3 separate regions of the Hordeum vulgare genome follow, and regions 2 and 3 are each linked to region 1. Evidence: chromatin contacts called from public Hi-C data. All regions are on one chromosome and are shown on one strand. Each heading gives the region's core, a stretch centred on a gene start, on an enhancer-like site or on the middle of the called end of the contact. The rest is flanking DNA. Distances are from core to core; before and after follow the strand shown.

Region 1 (3,352 bases), core at 158-2,657:
AGCTTTTTTGATTAGTTTAGTTATCATGGGGAGTTGGAGTGAAATGTATTACCAAATCCTAAGTTTGTGAACTACTATGTGAGGTGGTCGTTGGAACCTTGTAATGTTATGGTTAGATGTTATTTTAATTACTCTATTGTTTGTTCAAGTAAGGACATCACAATAATATATGTTTCACCACACAACAATTAACAAAGCAATGAATGTTAACTCAAGTGAACTAGATGAAAGCAACTTGGTGAAATCCCCGTGTGTGCTCGAGAGGGATTTGATCCCTACAGGTAATACAACTGGCATGTCCTTAGCATAATTAAGGATTGGGTCATTTTTATAAATATTGTACCTTTGTCACAAATTATGTACTTACAATTATTTGTGTGATCAAACAAATCATCAAACAATCTTTATACCTTTTTATTATGATTTTTTACAAGTTTCCACCAACCAATTCTATTTGCTTCTTGTTGGGTTCAACATTCTTATTTATATAAAAGAGGTACAATAATTTTTTAGATACTCCATACATCGGCTCTCTAAAAATGTTCATTTATTAGAGGGATGTTCCAAACATCGTACGTGTCTAAGAACGCCGAGACATGGTTAAGGACAATGTTCCCCCTCGATTTCATTCGTCGAAATGAGAGTCCTATTTACGCGAAAGGAGAGAAGAAACCGTTGAAACGCAATTTTGACAATCTTCAATACAGAAAACTTATTAAGGAACGGGGAGCCGGTGAATATGCTCTGGCATGAAACTAAACTAGGAATGACCGGATTTTTTCACATAACATGCCCAACAAGAGTGCCATTATTATTATATCTTCAAAATGAGAAAATGCCATTATTTTTGCTGGGAAAGGAGGGATCAAAATCTTGGTAACAACACTTTTAGCAAGGTGGGGCTAGAAACAAGACGAACCACCTATTTCTAGGAACAGAAGCATTTCAAAACAGCCGCAACACTCAATCGACACTTTAAAAAGGGCCAAATGCACAATCGTACAAGCGCATATATGCAGTTTCACAATTAGTATTTCGAATCGTTTATTCCGCCCTCGTTGGTTGGAGGAATTTTATAGCCAGCAGTTGTGGGCGTACAGCAATCACAGAAAGAGCAGGCTGTAAATTTTTCACCACATGAAGAGAACATATCATGTCTCTAACCATTTCCCGAAATTAGAAAAGCAACCGGCTACACAAGCAAATCCTGCACATCCAACTGGAGCAGCAGCCCCCAAATTGGCTTTCAATCACTCCTTGGGCTCCAGCAGCCCTCACTCGGCTCAGTTCGGATGTTCCCAGACCGCTGAGCAAGCTAGCAGGCAAGCAAGCAGTGTCTCTCCTCCCTACCAAAAAAAAAAAGCTCTCTCTTTTCTCCCCTGCGCCTACACGCATACGCACATTGACAGGGAGCGGCGGCTGCAGCAAGGAGGGAAACAGACCCTCTCTCCTCACTAAATCCCAAATCCTGCTCTTATCATCCTGTTTTCCTGCCTCCCTTCTGCCTCCTGCTCTCCAAAGCTCCCACACACACACACACACACACACACACAAGCCCAAGAGGAGAGAGAGTGAAAGAAGGCAGCAGCAGCAGCAAAAGCTTTTGCCTCCCTCCCCCCCGCCGCCGTCCCCCCTCCTAAAATGTGATGTCCAATCCATCAGATTGCTTCTAGTTCAGTCCCCCACTCCTCTCCTCCCCTGGGTCAGTCCCTTGCCCACCACTGTTCCCCCTCCCTCCGTCATGCACCCTCCGCGTTCCTCTTCTTGATTCTTTTTCTCATGGTTTTTTCTATTTCTTTTTCCTCCTAGTTATGGGATCCGGCGAGCTGGATGGACGCGCATTGGAGCAGCAGCAGCAGCAGTAGCGGAGGCGAAGCTCCAGCCGGGGGATCTGGATCCGAGGCACCACCACCGGGGTCCTCACGGAGGCGACGGCGCAGGAGGCGGCGGCGGCGGCGGCGGCGGCGGCGGCGGCGGGCAACAGGAGGCTGCGGATGAGGAGCAGCAGCAGCAGCAGCAGCAACAGCACCACCACTACCGGCTGCTGCAGCTGCACCAAGAAGTGCAGCAGGACCAAGAACCTCCGCCCGCCCCCGTCTTCCAGCTCTCGCACCTGCAGGCCGCGTCCGTGAGGCAGCCGGGCTCGTCCGCCGAGTATGCCCTTCTCGCGCCCATGGGCGACGCCGGCCAGTCCCACTCCCATCATCACCACGGGCTCCAGACGCAGCTCCTGTCTTTCGGAGGCGCCGGGAACCACCACCATCACATGCATCAGTTCACGGCGCAGGCGCAGCCGCCCCCGGCATCCCAGACGCGGGCGCGAGGAGGACGAGGCGGCGAGATGGTGCCGGCGACGCCCGCGCGGGTGAGGGGCGGCGGAGGCGGGGAGATCGTGGCAGTGCAGGGAGGGCACATTGTGCGCTCCACGGGGCGGAAAGACCGTCACAGCAAGGTCTGCACGGCGCGCGGGCCTCGCGACCGGCGCGTGCGGCTGTCGGCGCACACGGCCATCCAGTTCTACGACGTACAAGACCGGCTGGGCTACGACCGCCCCAGCAAGGCCGTCGATTGGCTCATCAAGAACGCCAAGGACGCCATCGACAACCTCGACACCCTTCCCGCTTGGCAGCCCACGGCAGTCGCCCCTGCCGCCAGCAATGCCGCCGCGCCGCCGTCCTCCTCAACCCAGCCTGACTCCGCCGACAACTCGGACGACCAGGCGCAGGCCATCACCATCGCGCACTCGTCGTTCGACTTCGCCGGGTCTGGTGGCGCTGGAGGAGCTACGGGCGGCATCAGCTTCCTCCCGCCGTCGCTCGACTCGGATTCCATCGCGGACACGATCAAGTCGTTCTTCCCCATGGGCGGGACCGCGGGCGGGGAGCCGTCGTCGTCCACTGTGGCTGCGCACTCGTCGGCCATGGGTTTTCAAGGCTACACCCCGGACCTCCTGTCGCGAACCGGCAGCCAGAGCCAGGAACTCCGGCTGTCGCTGCAGCCGTTACCAGACCCTATGTTTCATCACCACCACCAGCAGCAGGAGCAGCACCGGTCGGATGGCCACGACGGCAACGGCACCGCCCAGCAGGCACTATTCCCCGGTGCGACCAGTTACTCATTTGGCGGCGGCGGCGCCATGTGGGCCGAGCAGGCGCCGAGCCAGCGCATGATGCCGTGGAACGTGCCCGACCCAGGCGGCGGGAGCACCGGCGGCTACCTGTTCAACGTGTCGCAGCAGGCGGCGCATATGCAGGCGGCGCTGAGTGGCCAGAGCCAGTTCTTCTTCCAGAGGGGACCCCTTCAGTCCAGTAACCAGCCCTCCGACCGAGGATGGCCGGAGACCGTCGAAGCT
Region 2 (3,685 bases), core at 244-2,743, 550 kb before region 1:
GTAACAAACTATATCGTTGAACTTGGAACCTTCAAAGAAAAGGAGAGAGGAGGATCTTCTTCTACCGCGGGTGCCCCCAGGATTAGGCTCACCTGGTGGATTGCTCCTACTGAGGGAGTAGCCAAGATTCAGGTTGATGGGAGTATCTCCAGGAATGGCAGCAAGGGTGCAGCTGCAACCATTTGCCGTGATCATAAGGGATTTTTCTTGGGTTCTTCAACACTGGTTTTCACTGGAGTCACGGATCCGCCAACTCTTGAAGCTCTTTTTTTGTCGGGAAGCTATGGCTCTAGCGCCTGATCTGTCCTTGAACCAAGTTGTTATTGCTTGTGATTGTGAAGCAGTTGTTAAAGACATCAAGTCTGGCGCAGAGGGAAGATATAGTTCTATCATCAAGGAGATAAAAATTATTGCTCTTAATTTTACCAGGTGTGAGTTTGTTTTCGAAGGACGAGAAAGGAATGTTGATGCCTATAATGTAGCTAATTTTGCTTCTTCTTTAGATAATGGGCGCTACCTGTGGCTGGTTCACCCCATCACCCTTTTGTCATACCTGTAAACCGTTCCCCTAATCAATAAAGGCGGGTTTACCATTCAAAAAAAAGCTAGACTATCACATATAGTTGACGGTCCTATCTCCCCTCTTGTCAATGGTGTGTGGGAGAACACAATGCTTCAATTCCGTTTGTGGCAAGAGGAGCAAGAAGCTGAAACTTTTCTCCCTCACTTGCAGCTCAGTTGAAGCAAAGCTGGAGCTCAAAATAAGGCCTTCAGACCCACAAATATAGATGGCGAGAGACCTACGAAGGGAGCTAACAAAAATACGGGGCTCTATCAGAGATGTTTCTACTAGAGTTGCTCTTAAACAAAAAAATCAATCAAGTCACATTCAGCATGTTAGGCCGCTCTGTGACAACACCTTCTCCTCATAGCTTCACCGGTGAACTGAGCGGACCCCAACAAGGGAGGCTATAGCCGGTGGCGCACATACGGTGACGAGATGCGTCCAATTTTTGTGTTTTGATCTTTTTTAAAAAGTAAAGTCAGATTCCTAACGTCAGGGTCTATGTTAGTAGGGTATAACAGCCTAGTACCGAGGTCTCTAATGATAAAAAACTTAATTACATAAGCGTTACACATTCTGTCATCAAACAGACTGGCAGTAGCTCATATAACCCTATCGTTAAGATGAACGACAATATGTATGAACATATAATGTATCTGATATTTGAAGATATTTTATGATAGAGCGTGCATCCCTGTCGTCAGCGGCTTCAATGGTAGGTCGTTATACTTATGGCCATGGACCTTGAAAAGAATCGGATTCTAATTTTTTTAAATCAAAAATAGATCTCATTCAATTTTTGTAAAAAGGTCGAAACACAGAATTTAGCTCCGAGACGCAGATCGGTGGTGGCACGAAGCAACTGTCAGCCGCCTCGCTGGCTGCACCGCCCGCAAAGCCAGACAGACACGCACACACACCCAAAGGCGGATAGATCCATGCGCGAGCCTGCCTAGGGACCGGGACCCCTACCCGTATGGGCTACTGATCCCTACGGCCTAGGTTCGTTAGATTAACCCAACCCAGATGATGTATCACATCAACCAGGTATTCTACAGCACTACGGGTTATCTTCAACGTATAGAAAAATACTAATCAGGCTAGACGCAGCAAATAAAAGGCCTGCCTGTACGGCAAAGATCTCACACCCATCATCACATCACAAAATGGGACGGATGAAGTTTCGCTAGGTTTGGATCATGCTCGATCTTTCCGTGTTTATTTTACGGTTGTTTAGCCTGTGGCCGCGCATGCAGTATCGGAGTTGCTGGCACATGCGGCACGGAGGGGGAGACTGCTCCTATCAACTTTGGACGCAGCGGCGTCGCTAACGTCGCCGATCTGCTTCCGGACTGGATAATATAATCCTGCTGTTCGGTGCACTGCCGATTGACTGATGCCCACACGTACTGTGCTGTGCCGTGCCAAGAGGGGACTTAACTTATCCTCAGCATCTGATTTGCTGCGCTTCTGGGAAGAAGCAAAGCAGGCGTGCTGGTGCTGCATCTGCATGCACGACTACGTGCGCAAGGTCATTTGTTTACTCACCACCTTCACGCGCTCTTTGCTTAATTTGCTCCTTTGCTACTACTAGGGATCAAAACAGACGACAATTTTTTTTAGCTCCTTCACGCGCTCTTTGCTTAATTTGCTCCTTTGCTACTACTAGGGATCAAAACAGACGACAATTTTGTTTACTCACCACCTTCACGCGCTCTTTGCTTAATTTGCTCGCTCGAGTACCAAAAGATGAAGAATGAAAAATGATGCTCGGTTTATAAGAAAAACCGAGCGAAAACCTAAAACAACGCCTAACAACCAGGCCTAAAGCACCACAACACATACAACACCTCAGAAATCCAACATCCCACAACACACCCGGCCGGGCAATCGAGCACTTTAAGCCGCTACCAAAGTGCAAACCAAAAACCGTTGTATCAATCTGAGCTGCCACAAGCCTATCCGTAAAACTCGACGACATCCTAGAGGAACGCTATGTCCGATAGAGCAAACATATGCCGCTTCAATCTCGTGAGGTTGGCGGCCATAACTTACCTGATGAATCTTGCATGTGAAGGGTGCTTCTACTGTTCTCACGGTGATGCTATACAAGCCGTCGCCAACCACCAACATGAGCATCGGGTCCTTCTGGCCGAGTCTATCTTCAAAACGATGTCCTCAAGAGGATATATGACGCCGAGCCGAGCAAAGCCGATAGTGTCATCATCGCTCGATCCGCAAGAGCAGATCGATCTAGGGTTTCCCCCGAAGGATGTCGGTCATGGGAAGGGAGGGGCTGCAACGTCGATGCCTCCAACAAGGGGATGGGGCCTGAAGGCGCCGCCATCGACTGCTCGGGCCATAGCCGGAGCTCGGCTTTCACCGGCAGCCCACCCCCCCAAAACCAGAGACCGGACCAGCCTTCCTGCAAACCAAAACCATGGCACACAAGCACTTCCCACATCACGCCCTTGGGCCGCGCCCAGGAGGTCGCCGGCCAAAACTACCGGCCTGGAATCCATCTCACCGCGCCAGAGCGGCCTGCCCGCCGCGGCAACCGGGCCAGATCGGCCTCAGCCCCAGCCCACCGCACCCGAGTGCCATGCCCGCCTGCGCCACGGCCGCTGCACACCGCGCTAGATCCACGCGCACCAACTGCCCGCCAGACCCCGCGCCTGCGCCGAGCCCGTCATGCTCCCTACGGCCGTCGCATCCTCCGGCACCGTCGCGGCGCTAACCTCCTCCCGTCCAGCCCACCATCATATCCGCGCATGGGGGCGTCGAACACGCGCACACGACCACGCGCGTCCCGCGCCCCGTGCAGCAGAGCCGCTCCGCCTCCAGCGCACGCCGGCGCCGCCGCCCCGCCTCCAGCGCGCAAGGCCGCGCCGCCCCGCCTCCATCTCTGGCTCGCGCTGTCCGCGCCGCCTCGCCTCCACCTCCAGCTCACGCCGGTCGCGCCGCCCCGCCTCGCCCACCGCGTCGACGAATGCCTCTTCCGCCCACGGGAGCTGCCCCACACAACTCCAGCACCAGTAGAGAGGAGAGAAAGGCCCTCCGCTGCCGACGCCGCGCAGGCTTCGCCCAGCGGCGCTCCCCGGCGACGACGGAGGGAGGGGT
Region 3 (3,688 bases), core at 144-2,643, 650 kb after region 1:
ATTTTTTTTATATGGATAATTTTTTTTCTTTAAATATGTAAACCTTTTTTGATTTTATAATTTTTCATAAAAAATTAGAAAATCAAAAAATAACAGGACAACACTTTAGTGAGGCGGCCTATGCTAGCAGCACGGGCACCTGCAGCGCTGCATAGGAGCTCCCATGAAGCGTCCGATAGGAGCTCCCCAAGAAATAGCCACGGTGACGATTTACACAGTTTGATTCATTGGCAAGCCACATGTTGAACTGTTTTTTCGTCGGGGAAAGGCCGACTTAGGGTAAGTTTGGGCTGCTTCGGCCATTTTCCGGCGTCTTGTTGTGATTGAACATATTTTCTTTGAAACGTGATTGAGCATATTACATCATTTCGGGTCAAACACATTATGCACCTCTACTTCCCTCCCTGTGTGAGTTTAATTATCTTTTTCTCAAGTGCAATAGTTTAATAGATGAAGCTGCGTGTCGGTCGATGGATCTATTCAAAAGATCCGTCGCCTCCGCATCCAGTTGACTGAGGCCATCCAGCGCCCCGACTCGTCCTCACCATTGTAACAGACCTTGTGCTGTAGAAACATTTGTAACAACGGTTTTGTTAAACAGTTTTTTTTGTCAGAACTCTTTTGAAACATGATTTCCATTGTGGAAGGACTTTTATAACACAAATGATGTTATAAATTTTTTTTGTCTTAACTTTTAGCCAACACGGATGTTGTTACAAATGGACTTCTGTAACATAGATGATGTTCTATGTTAGAGAACTTTTTTGTCTTAACTTTTTTGCAACATAAATGTTGTTACTGAAGGACTTCTGTAACACAGATAATGTTACAGAAAAACTGTAAGTGACAGAGATACGCGCGTCTAGTCGTGAAGGTCTTAACTGATTGAGCGTTGGTTAATTAAACTCGTATCTGACGGCTGTGTACGTGGTGAAAGTGTACGCGTAATCGGCCGGCTGACTTTGATCTTTTTCCTAGTTTAACAGTTTATGTAGTCTAATAATATTTTTCTCAACTGTTCTCTTTCTGTTGTATATACACCATCTAGACGCAATTCCAACTCTAATCTATAAAATACTAGACACAATTCCAATAAACTTCAAATATTCTTCACCACTTTAGATTCATCCATACCTAGAACCTCCATGCACAGTTCCGATTCCGAGCTTCCGGCAGTCGTTTTGCAGCACCGTTAGGGCTCTGTTTTATTTGATGAAATTCCCATTCTCAACTCCGACGAGTCTTCAAGAATTTTATGTTCTCTGGTTTGCAAGTCAACGATTTTGCCTTGGTTGCTCAATTCCTCGAAGTTTCGTCTTGCCTTTCGCCTGTAGACTTCCTATTACAAAATTACACGACAGAGAAGTCTTGTGTAGACCGAAAGCTCAGGTATCCCTATTCAAACCACGCTGATGAAATCCACATCTCCACGTTCTCTTCTCGCCCAGTGAGCAATTTGCGTGTGATTTGCAATAGTTCTCGTCACCCCACATGTCAGCCTCGCAATCCTATTGTACACGACATTGACACCACTCGTTGACCCGAGCAGTGTCCTACCCAAGCTAATTAAGCTGTGAGAGAACACACATGCAGTTGATCAGTGGTGCTAAACCTGACACCGCTGCCTTCTTCTATCTCTTTCTTCCGTTCTGTCTCTTTGTTAGTAGGCGAGCCTTTCCTACTAAGCTTGTCGATCAGTGCCATGTCAGAGAGCACCACCATGGCTGGCGCGCCGGCCACGCCGGAAGGCGCCGGGGATCCATACGAGCGGCAGCTGAACTACAGCTTCACTGGGCGCGTCGCGCTCACCGTCGTCTTCGTCCTCTTCGGGGTCACCGTCGCCATCGTCACCATGCGCGTCCTGCTCTACGTGCTGGTGTACCGGTCTGGCCGAGGCGGAGGCCGCGGCACCGGCGGCCTCGCCGCTGGCATCTTCCGGTCCATCAACTCCTTCGGAAGGATCGGCAGCCGGCGGCACGGGCTGAACGCGTCCGCGCTCTCCGCGCTCCCAGTCACCGTGTACAGGAAGGAGGCCGGGTCCACGAGCGCCGCGGGGGCTGACTGCGCCGTGTGCCTGTCGGAGCTCGTGGACGGAGACACGGTGCGGCAGCTGCCCAACTGCGGGCACGTATTCCACGTAGAGTGCGTCGACGCGTGGCTGCGCACCAGGACGTCGTGCCCTCTCTGCCGGGCAGAGGCGGAGCAGTCCCAGGGCAAGGCGGAGGCGGCTGCGCAGTCGTCGTCGGAGCCGCCGCAACCGACGTTCCTTGGTGTAGGAGGAACCTTGACAGTGACCGTACAAGGTGATACCCAGAGAGACGTGTGCGAAAACATCGGCGGCAGGTAGTCAATCGGCATCTCCCTTTACCTAAGCTATACTGTATAATCCAGCCTCGAGGGGGACCGGGAACAAGTGTACAGTGTGACATATGTATATACAGTACTACAGTATAGGTTAGGCTCGGGATGTATTTAAGACTGTGATTATCCTTACCCGTAAAATAAATAAATAAGAGACTGTGATTTCTGTTAATGGAATGGATTCTTTGCTCTGGCCATCTCATAATCTACCACTCCATCTTGCAAGGTGACGAACTGCAGCTCAAAAGCTATATGTGGTTAAGTTTTTATTTCTTTGACGGTACATTCGGGAATGCCTAATGCAGCTCGATTTCTATGGAGCATTTTATTTGAAAGCTTTAGAATTTTTTTAGTTTAAAAAACCTGAAAAAAACACACATATACATATGCATATTTACTACTCCGTAGTACTTGTTTGGGAAGTTTCATGACAAAATACTTTTCTATGCAAGCTACTACTTCCTCCGTTTTAAAATTCTTATCTTAGATTTATCTAGATATGAATGTATCTAGCGGATATTCATTTTGGCTCTTGGGAGCATATGATCCTGCATGTTCAAAATGTGTTTTACAAATGTTGATTTTTTTTTTAAAAGATGTGTTGGTTGTCACACTCAAATGGCAGATACAAATTTACAGGTCAGAAACTTAAGTATTTTGGCCTGTGCAAAATGAACAAGTCGACAACTTTTACCTCCAAATGTTACACTTAATTTTGTTTTTTTCACCAACGAAGCACCGCTATCCCATATGGCATGAAATCTGGCAAGCACACTTGTCACACTAATATGAACATCTATAAAAAAATTCAGAATTTTTGGAACATATTTATTATTTATTTTGATTTTACTGTTCATTAGGGAGCAGATGCTTCCGGGAGCCAAAAATCCACATCCCGTATCTAGTCACATTTTAGTATTTTGATACATTCATTTCTAGATAAACCTAAGACAAAATTTTTGGAACGGAGGGAATATTTTCTTATGATAAAATCACGTATTTCTGCCATATATACTATTCACTATAGAATCACATGATTTGTTTTTGTACATGCCACATAAAAACATATTTTGTGATGAAATTTCACACATATCTAGTATACATCTATAAATAATTGTGTATTTGTTTCCACATTTTATTAAACTAAAAAGATTGATTTTTTTATGTTTGGAAATAAAGGGCTTCATGGAGCCCGAAAGCAAAAATCCACACTCAGTACATTGGACTACTCTTGCTATCTAATGAATATACTCCCTCCGTTTCTAAATATAAAACATTTTAGAGATTTTACTACGGACTACATACGGATATATATAGACATCCTTTA

The links. Hi-C and Micro-C count contacts between places; a contact is called where the count stands out from the background.
Region 2: a Hi-C map of seedling shows a contact between it and region 1, with 3 times the contacts expected there. The contact joins the enhancer-like site here to the promoter of LOC123443148 in region 1. A contact is called at or near these places in 2 of 6 Hi-C or Micro-C datasets (leaf and seedling) and 1 of 1 datasets of contacts at active chromatin or transcription factors (embryo).
Region 3: a Hi-C map of leaf shows a contact between it and region 1, with 2.0 times the contacts expected there. The contact joins the promoter of LOC123439624 here to the promoter of LOC123443148 in region 1. A contact is called at or near these places in 2 of 6 Hi-C or Micro-C datasets (leaf and seedling) and 1 of 1 datasets of contacts at active chromatin or transcription factors (embryo).

Annotation. Positions count from the first base shown.
Region 1 is chr3H:106,439,756-106,443,107 of MorexV3_pseudomolecules_assembly, forward strand. LOC123443148 (transcription factor PCF5) reads left to right here and starts at 1,408. Exons shown (of 3, transcript XM_045119432.1): 1 at 1,408-1,702; 2 at 1,810-3,352. The coding sequence starts at 2,174.
Region 2 is chr3H:105,889,843-105,893,527 of MorexV3_pseudomolecules_assembly, forward strand. No RefSeq gene overlaps it. Among protein-coding and RNA genes, the nearest start is that of LOC123443146, 45 kb to the left of the region's middle. Within about 2 kb of position 1,494, at least 2 of the 3 cell types and tissues checked have open chromatin away from gene starts, as enhancers often do. A contact at or near this core is called in seedling, where this site is marked.
Region 3 is chr3H:107,087,668-107,091,355 of MorexV3_pseudomolecules_assembly, forward strand. It overlaps LOC123439624 (RING-H2 finger protein ATL74-like), which reads left to right and starts at 1,394. Exons shown (of 1, transcript XM_045116315.1): 1 at 1,394-2,533. The coding sequence starts at 1,703. The coding sequence ends at 2,347.